Linked DNA regions of Mus musculus: region 1 is linked to region 2. A link is a contact called in public promoter capture Hi-C data. All regions are on one chromosome and are shown on one strand. The core of a region is the stretch at or near the end of the contact, and the rest is flanking DNA. Distances in the headings are between cores, read along the strand shown. Region 1 holds the start of Kcnip3 (Kv channel interacting protein 3, calsenilin). Region 2 holds the start of Ap4e1 (adaptor-related protein complex AP-4, epsilon 1).

Evidence for each region. Promoter capture Hi-C pulls out the DNA fragments that hold promoters and counts their contacts.
Region 1: a contact with region 2 is called in a promoter capture Hi-C map of stem cell-derived epiblast-like cells, with 2.8 times the contacts expected there. The contact joins the promoter of Kcnip3 here to the promoter of Ap4e1 in region 2.

Annotation. Positions count from the first base shown.
Region 1 is chr2:127,518,007-127,524,441 of GRCm38.p6, reverse strand. Kcnip3 (Kv channel interacting protein 3, calsenilin) reads left to right here and starts at 3,050. Exons shown (of 9, transcript NM_019789.4): 1 at 3,050-3,204. The coding sequence starts at 3,190. All of the region lies in intron 2 of Gm35478 (a long non-coding RNA gene), which reads right to left.
Region 2 is chr2:127,005,136-127,011,203 of GRCm38.p6, reverse strand. Ap4e1 (adaptor-related protein complex AP-4, epsilon 1) reads right to left here and starts at 2,493. Exons shown (of 21, transcript NM_175550.3): 1 at 2,304-2,493. The coding sequence starts at 2,450.

The DNA of each region.
Region 1 (6,435 bases), core at 1,801-4,300, 510 kb before region 2:
GCTTCAGGCAAGAGCAGGTGCATCTACCCCTGGGTGTTGGACGCTCCTTGATAGTCATGATCCCCCAACCACAAACCAGCCACCAACTGATAAAATGCCTCTGTCAGACTGGCCTGGAGGCACGTGTGTAGGGCATTGTATTGATTAATGGCTGATGTGAGAGGGCCCAGCACACAGAGGGTAACCCCTGGCCAGGTGGGTGTTGGCTGTATAAGGAAAGCAGGCTGAACAAGCCAGGAAGCAGTGTTCTTCCATGGTCTCTGCTTCAGTCCCTGCCCTGACTTCCCTCCATGCTACACTGTTTGCTGAAATAAACCCTTTCCACCCACAAGTTGCCTGTGGTTTACCGCAGCAACAGAAAACAAACTGGGACATTGGGCCCTGAGGACCCTTGGAGCTGCCCACGACAGAAAAGGGGGAGCCAGGAACTCCACCAAACCCAAGGAGAAGCTTAGCCAGTGCTGACCTAGGAGCAGGTCTCCTGCCCTCAGCAGCTCAGCCTGAGCCCAGTGGCCCCCACTTCAGGGCAGGTGTGCTGAATATGAGTGAGCCCAAAAGAGAGCCCTGACTGTGCTGGGTGGCCCGAAGTGACTAAGATCTCTTCTGTTCCCCTCCCAAGAAGGGTCCTTGCCTGTCAGGTTTCCATGTGGCTGGTGGCAGAAAAGATTTCAAGGGTCTGAGAAAGGCGGCAGAATCAACTCTGGGTATTTGCAGTTCCAGGCTGTGTCCACTTCTGAGATTTGCAGCTCCCAGAAGAAGGCTTTTTAGGGCAACAGACATTTTTGGAGCTCTTGCGAGATTAGACCTGACTGCACACAGCGGTGGCCCTCTCACAAGGAAGGGCTGTGAAGCACGAGCCCTGAGAGATGTCCCTACCTGCTCTCCAAGGCCCAGACACAGAAACGGCCTGAGGGAAAGACATGAAACTAGAGGCTTGTCAGAGCTAAGTCTGAGAGGCCAGAGGAGGAAATAATTGAGTCTGGTCGGGAGAGGTCTTGAGCAGGAACTGGGGAGGGTTCAGAGGACTCCAAGGTCTTTGGTTGTGTTTTTGTGAGTTTCTCTCTTGCATAGGAGGAAAGGGCTCCAGTCAGCTGTAGTGGCCCACAGCTGAGTCTTCGAGTGTTATAATACAAAGAAGAAAACAGCCTCCTGAAATATGGAATTATCCCTCCTTCTTCCTCATGCAATCTGTACCCCACCCCACCCCCGGCCCACCCGAGGAAGCCACAGCCAAGATCCATCACCCTAACAGTTTTCAAACCACACTGGACCTCCTTCAGCATCCTAAACCTTTTTGTGGGTCAGCAGGCCCCCAATCTTCTCAAATTCCAAGAGTTTAGGGGAAGTCAGCCTGTGCCCATGTGGCAAAGCAAGGCTGAGGTCCACTTGAGGAGATCTGCTTCAGCCCTTTTCGTTCCTCCATCTCCCAGAGACCCTGGAAGGACCCCAGCAATGCCCAGGCCCTGGGAAAGTCTGAGAGGACCCAAGGAAAGGGGGTCAGGTGACTTGAGGCTCCTGGCAGGGCACAGATGCCCATTCATACGTTTTATGAGGAGGGCCTGCTGGATAGGGCTGGGGAGGTTGCTGGCTCCCTGGTAGGCCCAGGACGGAAGGGTTCTGTTCTAGGCTGGCTCTGCCACAGCCTGTTACTCCCAAGGAGCTCCTATCAGAGGAGTGGAATCTCAGCAAGGGAGCCAAGCAGAGACTTGTGGCTCTCTAGAAAGAGGCACTGACTTGGAGTGGAGTGCTCAGACAACCCTGCCTCTCAAAAAATGCCACAAGTAAGGACAGGGCTTGATTCCTGAATCGTGGACATGTAACTGGTGGGTAGAGAGTTCCTCCAGAACTGGCTCTGAGTGAACACAGTCTGGATATACTGCTTTGTTGGATAGGTAAAGACTCAGCTTTCCTGAGTTTTGCCATCATTAACATAGACTGGGATAATGACCCTTTTCTTCTAAGCCCACTATGCCACTCCAAGGCCTTATGGGAATTTGCCTAATGCCAAGTCAGTTTGGAAGATTGGCACTGACCCCGGAGCCTCTGGGACCCTTGTCGTCCTCTTTCCCAGAGAGCCCTCTGTGGGAGAGTCTCTTGCCCGGAGTGAAGTCCTGCTGTGCAGATGGCAGAACTGTCCCCTCCCCTCTGGGGACAGCTTTCCTGCCTCGGGATCAACAGCCCCAGGGTTTTGCCCGGGGAGGGTCTAGCAGCTGCCGCTAATTGGCTGACTCAATAAAAAGGGGGTGGGACAGGGTAGGAAGGGCAAGCAAGTGCTCCTGGGCTTTCTGGGAAAGAGGGGATGGCTCAGGCTCTGTTTCCATGGGAACTACTGGCACTGGCAGGCTCCTCCGGGCGCCAAAAAGGGAAACTTGGCGCTGGTCTCCGTACCTGGCTCCTGGTGGATTCCCTTGGGCATTAGAAAATGCCCAAGAGCTTGTCTCCCACAGGGCAGGAAGGAGCCTTCCCGAGGACGGTCAGGACCCTCGATCCCTTCTCCATCCCCAGGTCCCACGCCAGGAGATCTAGGGGAGGTCCCGTGGTTGCTCTGAATGCCTGAATTTGGTCCCAACCTCAAGTCAAAGGACAGTGAAACTGGGAAAGTGTGAAGTGCTCGCTCCAGCTTGGAAGGTTTTCATACAGCAAGGCCTATGAGGGGTCGCACAGAGGTGACTAACAGATAGGGGAGAGCAACAAGAGGTGTTAGGACCCCAGGTGTTACCTTAGTGACGTAATCCCAAGGGCTCCTCTCTGTCCTGCGCAGGGACTGGTGGTGGAGTACCCTCCCTTCTATCCCTGTGACTGGGAAGGGTAGGAACAGACCCTGTACTAGAGGGAGATGAGAACCAGGGACAGACCCTGAGCCTAACTAAGCAAGGGGGGTTGGGGGCCAGATAGGCTGAGAGGCCAGGACTAGGAGCACAGGAAAAAGAGAAACTGGAGGTTGTCAGGATGGAGGCGAAGGAGGGGGGAGATAAGAGGGGGAGGGAAGAGGCAGAGGAAGAGAGGTGGAGCTAAGACTCGGAAGGAAGGGAGGGTGGAAGGAGTGGGCAGGGGGCGGGAGAGAAACCTCCAGTGACAATTGCGTCTGGGTCCAAGCAAACATGAGGCAGCTGCCAGCCGGACCAAGCAGTCTGGCTTGCTCGGGCTGCAAAGCGGGAAGATTAGTGACGGTCCCTTTCAGCAGCAGAGATGCAGAGGACCAAGGTAGGCGCTGAGGGGCTGAGGACTTGCCTGGACTTGGGGAAGGTGGGGCTCTGATGTTGGTCTTGACTAGAGAGTATTTTCACAGTGGTCCTTGGCCCCTACTCTCGCTAATCCATATAAGGGAAAGTAATTGTTCAGAGCATTCCTGCCTGGGAGGCTGGAATCCCGTGGCCTTTGGATGGAAGAGGCTCTGGGTGTCTGTGGACAGAAGAGAAGCTTGAAATTAGCTCCATGGCTGGTCCTGTTCAGTTAGGTCCTTGGGGCAGGGGCTGGGGTAGCTGACCCTGACCCTAGCCTCATAGATCTTAGTGAGACACAGGAGCATGGAAAAGGATGTCTTATGTGTGTGGGCAAGCCAACGGGCAAAGCTTTCAAGTAATCCATCAATGAATGAATGAAGACCCCCCCTTCTTCTTAAAGCACTATGAGACCCCTAATAAAATCACAAACATCTCTGCCTCTGTGGAGCTGTTGGGGGATGGAGAGAGAGGGGAGGCAAAGAGGCACCCGGTACAAAGTTCAAGAAATAGTAGCCAGGTGAGGGGAAGAAGAGAGACAAAAAAAAAATTAAAAAAAAAACAAAAGGTGTGCTCCAGCTTAGCACCGACCCTCAGAAAGTCTGACCTGGATGCCGCACACAAGTCCAGGGTAATCTTGCTTAGGGGGAGAAAGGATCAGATCCAGGTCCGGTTGAATGCCCCAAATAAGGAAATCAAGGTCTTATTTAAAAAAAAAAATAGATATTGGGCTGGCATCTTACAGTCTTTCTTCCCAAAAGATGTCTTCCTGCCCCACTCCCAATGAGGGCAAGCAGCCCAGAGAGGGCTGGAGACTGATTTCAGGCCATTCTGCCCCAGAGTCCAGGTTACTATCCCTGTCCTCTGGTCCAGTTCCCAGAATACCATGAAGGATCTGCAGATGGAACAAAGCCCTTTGAGCACAAGGGCAGGGTACCTTGAAAGGTACTTTCTCTCTTGTCACACCTGTCTCTAGAAAGCTCTGGACTGGCACAGCAGAAGCATAAACAGCTCTCTGTCCCAGACTCACATCCACACTCAGATGATAGGTGAAGCTGTGTGCATCTACAGACATTGGACACACAGATACCCTATGACTGTACCCCTCCCTCACAGAGCCCAGCAACGTGACTCTGTGTGTCCACAGATACAGGGAGTTCTACAGCCATGTGTGCATAGACCTGCACACAGCTGGCACTGTCCATCAGCAGGGGATAGCATAGCCCCCTTCCCTTTACCCATCTCTGGTGGCTCTAATTCCCAGAATTCTTCCTGGGTCCTTAACCACTACTCCCCTACCAGATGAGCAGAGTGTGAGGTCAGAGTCCCATAGTCCACTTGGCTGTTCTATTGGCCATTGTGGCCTCCACTGTGCCCACCATTGGCTCCTGGGCACTCATGGAACTCATTAGGCTTATGGCTGCCCCCTGGATTTCCATGTGTAGCTTGGCCCAAGATGGAAGCCAGCACCACAGTGACAGTGGAGCTGGATAAAGTCCCTACTGTCCCCTACCAGTAGGAGATTATGGAGGTAGCAGGACGGACAGCAACTAACATAGGCTGGGAGATGGCCACACTTGTCACAGTCACTAGCTGACCCAGTTCTGTCCCTGCCTTCTCACCATACCCTAGCCGTCCCTTTAGTAGCTTTCATTTGGCCCTGCAGAGTGGGCACTGACCACAATGCCAGGCCTCCTGGCCAAACCCTGTGTTGGGAGGAGAGAGCCAGCAGCATCCAGATTCAGAGGTGGTAAAGTGGACACTGGGTCAGTTTGGCTCTGGGAGCCTCCCCAGCTTCTTGCAAGTCTGACCTTAATTTGCCCTGTTTGCAGAAGCGGTAACTGAGCACAGACAGGACCTCCCCTCCTAAACCGTTATCCTCATGCAGCGCACCCAGGACTTGGTGTTGTTCTTACTCTATAGGTGAGGAACAGAGGTGGGTCCTGAACTGCATGCAGTGTTGAGACTGGATCTGAGCGGTCTTGCCTTCTGCAGCACAGACACCAAGCTCTAGGTGAGGGTGTCCGGTGGAGAGTGATAGGCGCAGACTCCAGGGGACAGAGGTGTGCCTTTAACCAGGCAGCCAAGGAGGTTTGACTGGAGACTATTTGTGCCTTCTTAGCCTGTCACTCAATGGCACTAGGGACTCTGCCCCAGTCATGACCCTGACTGCATTAGCCCCTACTTCCCCTTGCTTGGCTGTGGATCCAGACATGAAAAGGAAAGAACCTGAAGTCGTCCCCCCCTCCCCCCATTCTCTTCCTTTTCTGTTTCTCATAGCCCAAGCAGGCTTTGCTAGGGACCATAGGATGACCTTGAACTTCTGATCCCCTGCCTCTGCCTCCTGAGGGGAGGGATTACAGGTGTCTGCCACCATACCCACTTCATGCTGGGGCTTAATCCCTGGGCTTCACACACACCAGACAAGCATTCTACCAACTCAGCTCAACTCAGTCCAGTCCCTTTCTCTTAGTCACATCTTCCCCCAAAGTGGAAGCTGTTTGGATAAACCAGGCTGGCGTGAGGGGCACCCTCTGCTCCCTCAGCGCCCTGGTCCTCACTGGGATTCTCAGGGGATGTTGCAAGCTCCCTGATATGGCTTCTGTGAGGGCTTTCATAGGGAAAGCAAAGGAGGGAAAAGGGGAAAGCATCAGCCTTGACCAGCCCTGCCCCAGGCAGGATGTGTGCACAGCGTGGGTGACTCACGACTCCCCCCAGCTCCCAGCTGACTGATGTTCTCCCCCTCCCTTGAACAGGTGCATCTGTCAGCTGTGATCAGCCCACATCCTAGAACGCCACAGAGCAGCCATGTGACAGTGCCAGAGTCAGAGCAGGGAGAGCTAACAGGCAGGAGGACAGCCAAGAGGGGCCTGTCCCTGGCCTCTCCCACTCTGGGCTATCTCAGCACTCTATCCTTTGGTCAGGCTTGTGCTCCACTCACACTCAGAGAGGCTGAGCAGAGAGGCTAGGCTGAGGGCATCACCCCTGCCTTCCCATGCTTCCAGACTATGGGTGACTTCTGGGACAAAGATGAAATCCTTTTCCCTGGTGACATGTCTTCTCCTGATCTTGTGGAAAAGGCCTCTTTCCAGACAGGCACTCAGGGCAGTGGTCTCAGGAAACTCAGTTCTAGCTAGGGCTCTGTCCCCATGCCTCTGAGGCAAACTTGTCCCTCTCTGGGCCTCCTCCACCTTCCCACTGGGGTCTAGGATAT
Region 2 (6,068 bases), core at 1,244-3,743:
CAAGCCTGATGACCACATGATCCCACCACACAGCCCTCACTAGCAGGTCTTTAGCCACTTAACTTCAGGGACTCGGTGTGTGATTTAAAGATCACATCGTATTAGCCAGTGGTTGGCCAGGCCCTAAATGTGATGGGGATGGTACACGTATAAATACGTGTAGGTTTTAACAACTCAGAACAGCTAGGCATGGTGGTATGCATCGTTAGTCCCAGCAGTCAGTCTGAAGGCAAAGGCAGGTGGATTTCTGTGAGTTCAAGGCCAGCCAGGTCTGTACAGGAAGCCCCAAGACAACCACGGCTACATGGTAAGACCTTGACTCAAAAAACAAAAACAAAGAGTCTAAGTGAAAAGAGAGTAAAAAAAAAAGTGTGGATCTGGGAAGATGAAGTTACATCTTCCCAGAAGCAAAAAGTGTTGATGGGATAAAATAAAAAGTGTTCATGGAACGCAGAAGACAGACAGACAGACAGACAGACAGACAGACAGACAGACAGACAGACACAGTCTTCCTGACCTCTACTCTTCCTCATCCTCCTCAGCCCATCTTCCCTCTCGCTGTCTACTGCACACACCAGTGTGGTCAACTCTGATGCTTGCCTGTGCTGGACCTCAGGAAGCACTTAGGGCCTGGCCAACCACTAACTAATACAATGTTATGTTCAAATCACACACTGAGTCGCTGACGTTAAGTGGCTAATTCCGAACTGCTGGTGGGGGCTGCAGAGATGCCACAGGTGAGAATACACAGAGCTCTTGCAAAGGACAGAATTTGGTTCCTCACACCCACTCTGGTGGCTCACAATTGCCTAAAAGTCTAGCTCCAAGGGATCACACACACTCTCCTGGACTCTGAGAGCATCTGCACTCATGTACACATGCCATAAACACACACACACACACAACTTTGAAACAAATCTAAAAACAAAACAAAACTTAGAAGTAATACATCTGGCAGTAATACCACATCTGGCTGTCTGTGCAGTTTCAAACTAAGCCAAAAAAACTATATTCTCTAAATTTTTCAGAGCGGTGGCAGAGGCAGATGGCTCAATGTGTAAAAAGCACAAAGCCGGGTGTGGTGAGGTGGACCTGTGATCCCTGCACTCCTATGGTGAGACAGAACACTCGAAGCTCCCTAGCCAGCCTGCCTGAATATACAACACAGAAACAAGCGTCAAGAGAGATCTCACCTACTAGGTGGAAGGTAAGGACTAAGACCCAAAGCTGTTCTCGGAAGCCTATACATGTGCCGTGGGTCCGTGCATCCTCACATACCAGCACATACACATTCTCTCAGTACATACATGTACACACAAAATACTTACTTGCCCTCTCATACAAATTAGCAACAGAAAAGCACGAAGAGATGTTAAGTACACGAATAATGATTAAGGGATGTTCAGCAAGCCCTGCCACACACCAGCTTCCAGTGAGAACACAAGCCCGTTTTAAACCTTTAAAGGCATCTTGTTTCTCTTCTCCATGCTGCAGGCATTTACACTGCACTGTAGTTACTTATTTATGTTAAGTCTAAAATGGACAGAAAATAGACAGAAAAGTGTTTTGCTATTTTCATTACTTAACATATAGTTGTGCTTGATAAATACTTGCTGAAGAAAGTATGACACAATATTATGTTTTTAAGACAAACACTCCTTGAGGCTTTGAGTCAGTACCATACAAAGTACGTGGGAACTTAATAACTTCTATAGTAACTACTAGTTTTCAAAGCGCGTCTTTGCCCAACCCGTTGGTCTAGACTAAACCTCAAGCTCTGCAAAGATTAACAGCCCTGTCAGGGGTGGGAATGAGGGTTGTCTGTCCGAGTACGTGATGCTTCCAAATAGAAAAATTAAAACTCAAGAGGGAGCCGGGCAGTGGTGGCACAAGCCTTTAATCCCAGCACTTGGAAGGCAGAGGCAGGCGGATTTCTGAGTTCGAGGCCAGCCTGGTCTACAGAGTGAGTTCCAGGACAGCCCGGGCTACACAGAGAAATCCTGTCTCGAAAAATCAAAACAAAACAAAAATCTCAACAGGGAGGAGAAACTTGGTAGGAGCCTATAGCTCAGGCTTTAGGTCATACTGGCTTTTTTCACTCGATTGACAGCTCATGTAATCCTCAAAGCACCCCATGAGAAAACACACGGAGGGTCTTCGGGCCTCCAAATCAGAAAGCCGGCCTCCTGAGGTCGGTCGGTACAGGCAACTTGAGGCGGACGCCCGGCTGCGTCCATCCAGCGGACCGATGTCTCCGGCCCCGCCGCCCCACCCCATCCCGCCCAGCCAACCCCGCCGCATACGTGCTTGGATGAGAGTGCAGTGACGCCACGGATGAGGCCGCCCAGCCTGGAGAAGAAGGGTGCTCTGGAGGCCGCAGGTCCTCCCAGCTGGTTCTGCAGGAAGAGCCCCGGCAGTGCGGTCAGCGTCCTCTCCACCATGTCGCTCATCGCTGCCTCCCTACGAGGCTACTTCGCGCTGACTCTCCCGGCCTCCGTAGTCACTTCCGGCGTTTTGAATAAGAAATCTTTATTCGCGCCGGAGCAGGACGAGCAGGATGAAGTTCCGGGAAACACCGCCTGGGGGCGCACGAGTCTAGGAGGAGAGAGGAGTTCTCTGGAGACATGAAGTTCATGATCATTCTATTAGCGGTGAAATGTGTGTGCATGATCTTGTATTTTCTCGAACTTCCCAAGGTTAATGAATTCGTGCCATTCCCCTGTCCCAGCCTCCAAGTGCTGGGATTACAAACCTGACCTACCATCTTTATAGTGTTCTTAACACCTGTAGGAGCTCTTATCTCTGAAACTTTGTCTGTGATAAGTGAAATTTTTTTCTTAAATCTTGAAGTTGTTCTTGTACCTACACCTCAACAAAAGAAAAAGTTTGCCTGACAGAATAGTTATGCAAAGATAAAGTTTAGGGCTGGTGAGATGGCTCAGTGGGTAAGAGCACTGTCTGCTCTTCCAAAGGTCCTGAGTTCAAATTCCAGCAACCACACGGTGGCTCACAACCATCCATAATGAGATCTGACGCCCTCTTCTGTTGCGTGTCTGAAGACAGCAACAGGGTACTTATTTATAATAATAAATAAATCTTTTTTTAAAAAAGTTTAATTTATTGAAAAATCTCAATATTTAAATTATTTAAAACAGATTTTCTTTAGAATTTAATATTTTATGCCTACGTAAAGTTTTGTTTACTGTGTGTGTGTGTATGTGTGTGTGTGTTTTTTTAACTTTAGGCCCTTTCACTAGTTTAAATTAGAAAACTTACTTTCCAGCCATGTAGTGGTTGTTGCCTGAAATCCCAGCCCTTGAGACTGGAAGGAGGAGCAAGAAAATTCAAGGGCATCACCGGCTCCATATCAAGTTCAAAACAAACCTGAGTTATATGAAACCCTGTCTTAACTTTCCCCATCCCCCAATTTTTTTCTTCCACCTAAAAAATATGCTGGGGAAAGCTGATACATTTCTGACTCGGGTGAAAGGAACGCGGCTACACTGCCAAAAAGTAAAGTGAAACTTTCCTTCCCCTGGCCTGGGTGATGTTCACTATCCCCCTTAGTCCGTCTTATCCAATAGAGCTTTTTCAAATTGTGCTGTGGTGCCAGTAAAACAGGGTCATTGTTTGGACCAAAGTTTAAAGGAAGAAAAATTACACATTTGAAACAGAGACATGGTAGGCTATATAAAAAGCAAAACTCTGTTGTTCCTGCTTTTCAAGCAGCACTAAAACTTCTTTTTTTTATTTATTTTTTTTTCTATTTTTTATTAGGTATTTAGCTCATTTACATTTCCAATGCTATACCAAAAGTCCCCCATATCCACCCACCCCCGCACTAAAACTTCTTACACAGCTTTCATTAGCATACTGAATTGGCTAGAAAATTATGCAACAGCTTAAAAGGCTCAAAAATGCCAAACCTGTAGGTCGTGGCCATAGAACAGCTTTAGAAACCACAAGGAGGTGGTCAGTGACCTGAGAGGGAGCCAATAGGCAAGGTGATTCCTTGGTACTGCGGAAGCGGGGTCTAGACAGCTTAAAAGAATTCAATTTAGAGCTGTATGAGGTGGCATACACTTTAATCCCAGCACTCAAAAGGCAGAAGCAGGTGGATCTCTGAGTTCTAAGCCAGCCAGGGCTATACAGAGAAACGCTGTCTCCAAACGTCAAAAGCCAAAAATAAATAAATAAATAATTCGGCCTAGGACTTCAGCCAGGCATAGTGGCACAAACAGGCCTTTAATCACAGTGCTGGGAGGCAGAAGCAGGTGGATCTCTGTGAGTTCGAGGGCATCTAGGTCTACATAGTCAGTTAAGAGCCGCCCAAGGCTGTCTGGAGATTTTGTCCCAAAACAAAACAAAAACCACTACAAAAAGTTCCATTGTTATACACAAGTGGGCGCCAGCGGAACGGCCATTGGCCCTAACTCAGACTTCCCAGCTCTTGGCTCTATAACTCATGTACATTGAATTTCAGGTCCAGGTTCTTTAACAACAAAGAAAAAAAAACCAAAACAACAACAACAAAACAGAAATCTCAAAGTCCCTTTTGTTTTACTTTTCTTTCTTGAGAGGAGGAAATTTACTTGGAGGAATATCAGCTTGCTCTGAAATCTGAAAGTGTATTGGGGAGAGCCAAATTGGGCTCTCCAGGGGAGAGGCAGCGGCTGCAGCCAAAAGAAATGGCTTTTAGGCATTAGATGGCTCAGAGTTAGGAGCAGGTGCAGCTGTGGCAGAGGACCGGGGTTCAATTCTCAGCAAAGGCAACTCACACCACCTGTAACTTCAGTTTTAGGGGATTCAACAACCTCTTCTGTCTCTGAAGACATCTGCACACCTGGGGTGAACATGCATACACATAGGCACACACATAAAAACATAAAAATAAAATAAATAAATCGTGTACAGAGAAGAAAGGGAGAGCTGAAAGAAGTGGTTCCATTTGCCTGCCCCAGGGTGAGACACGCTGTTCATCTCCTCTCCCGCTGTGAGCAAGTCACACGTCACACAGAACTTTGCCTGTATTTTGTTTTCTCTGCTTTGACTCCTAACCTGGAGGCTGTGTCCACAGTGTTCCCCACTCCCCCGTGCAACCCGAATCAGCCTGGCATTCGCTGGAAGAGTTCTGTGTTCACTGGATAAATCCCTCTACAGCAGATTCTTTGTGGTGAAAATCTCTATTTAGCTATAAGTCTTCCGTGTCTCAGCTTATATTGTCTAAGTAGTTTAAACCACGGTCTGTGAGACGAAACGATGTTCTGTTCCACGCTGCGTATTTAGACAGTCCAGTTGAACTACCTGTAAAGAGATTTAATCTACAATTGTTTTTGCTTTTCCCCAAGCAGCTTAAGAAAGAAACAGAATTAAAAAAAAAAAAAAAAAAAAAGAAGAAACAAAACAACAACCAAAAAACCTAGGGCACTCTATGCTCTTTGAGCATCTTCCTATGCGCACCCATCTTAGCAGCTCAGCGCCCAGGATGTCTTTGTAAGGACTTTTCCTAACCATCTACAAGATCCAGGATGAGGAAAAGAAAAAAGCTCCATTTAGAATGCCCAGTGCGGAGTGGGACAGAAAGAGGCCAGGGCTCAGCCGGGAATCAAGCTAAGCTAACAGGAGTAAAGTAACCCTGGAAGTTCTGTTCCACCGGAGGGGATCTGGAGGCTGTGCTGACTAACGAGAATCAGGGCTTTAAAAACTGCTTGGCCTCGGGCTGGGGAGATGACTCCGTGGGTTAAAGGCACTCCCCAGAACCCACATGGTGGAAGGGGAGGACTCCCACAAGCTGTCCTCAGACTCCCACATGGGTAAGAAAGCACACACACACACACACACACACACACACACACAAACACACAAACTGAAGTAACCCTGATACAAAATTTAAAATCAGTAACTCACAAATTATTCCATCAGGAAACAAAATCGCTGCAAGCCCTGGACGAAAGGTTACACTCCTCAGAAAAGGAAAAAACAAAACAAAACAAAACAAACAAACAAACAAAAAACCCCAAAAGAAGCGCCTCTTCCAGAAAAGAATGCAGAGGCATCTGCAAGATCCT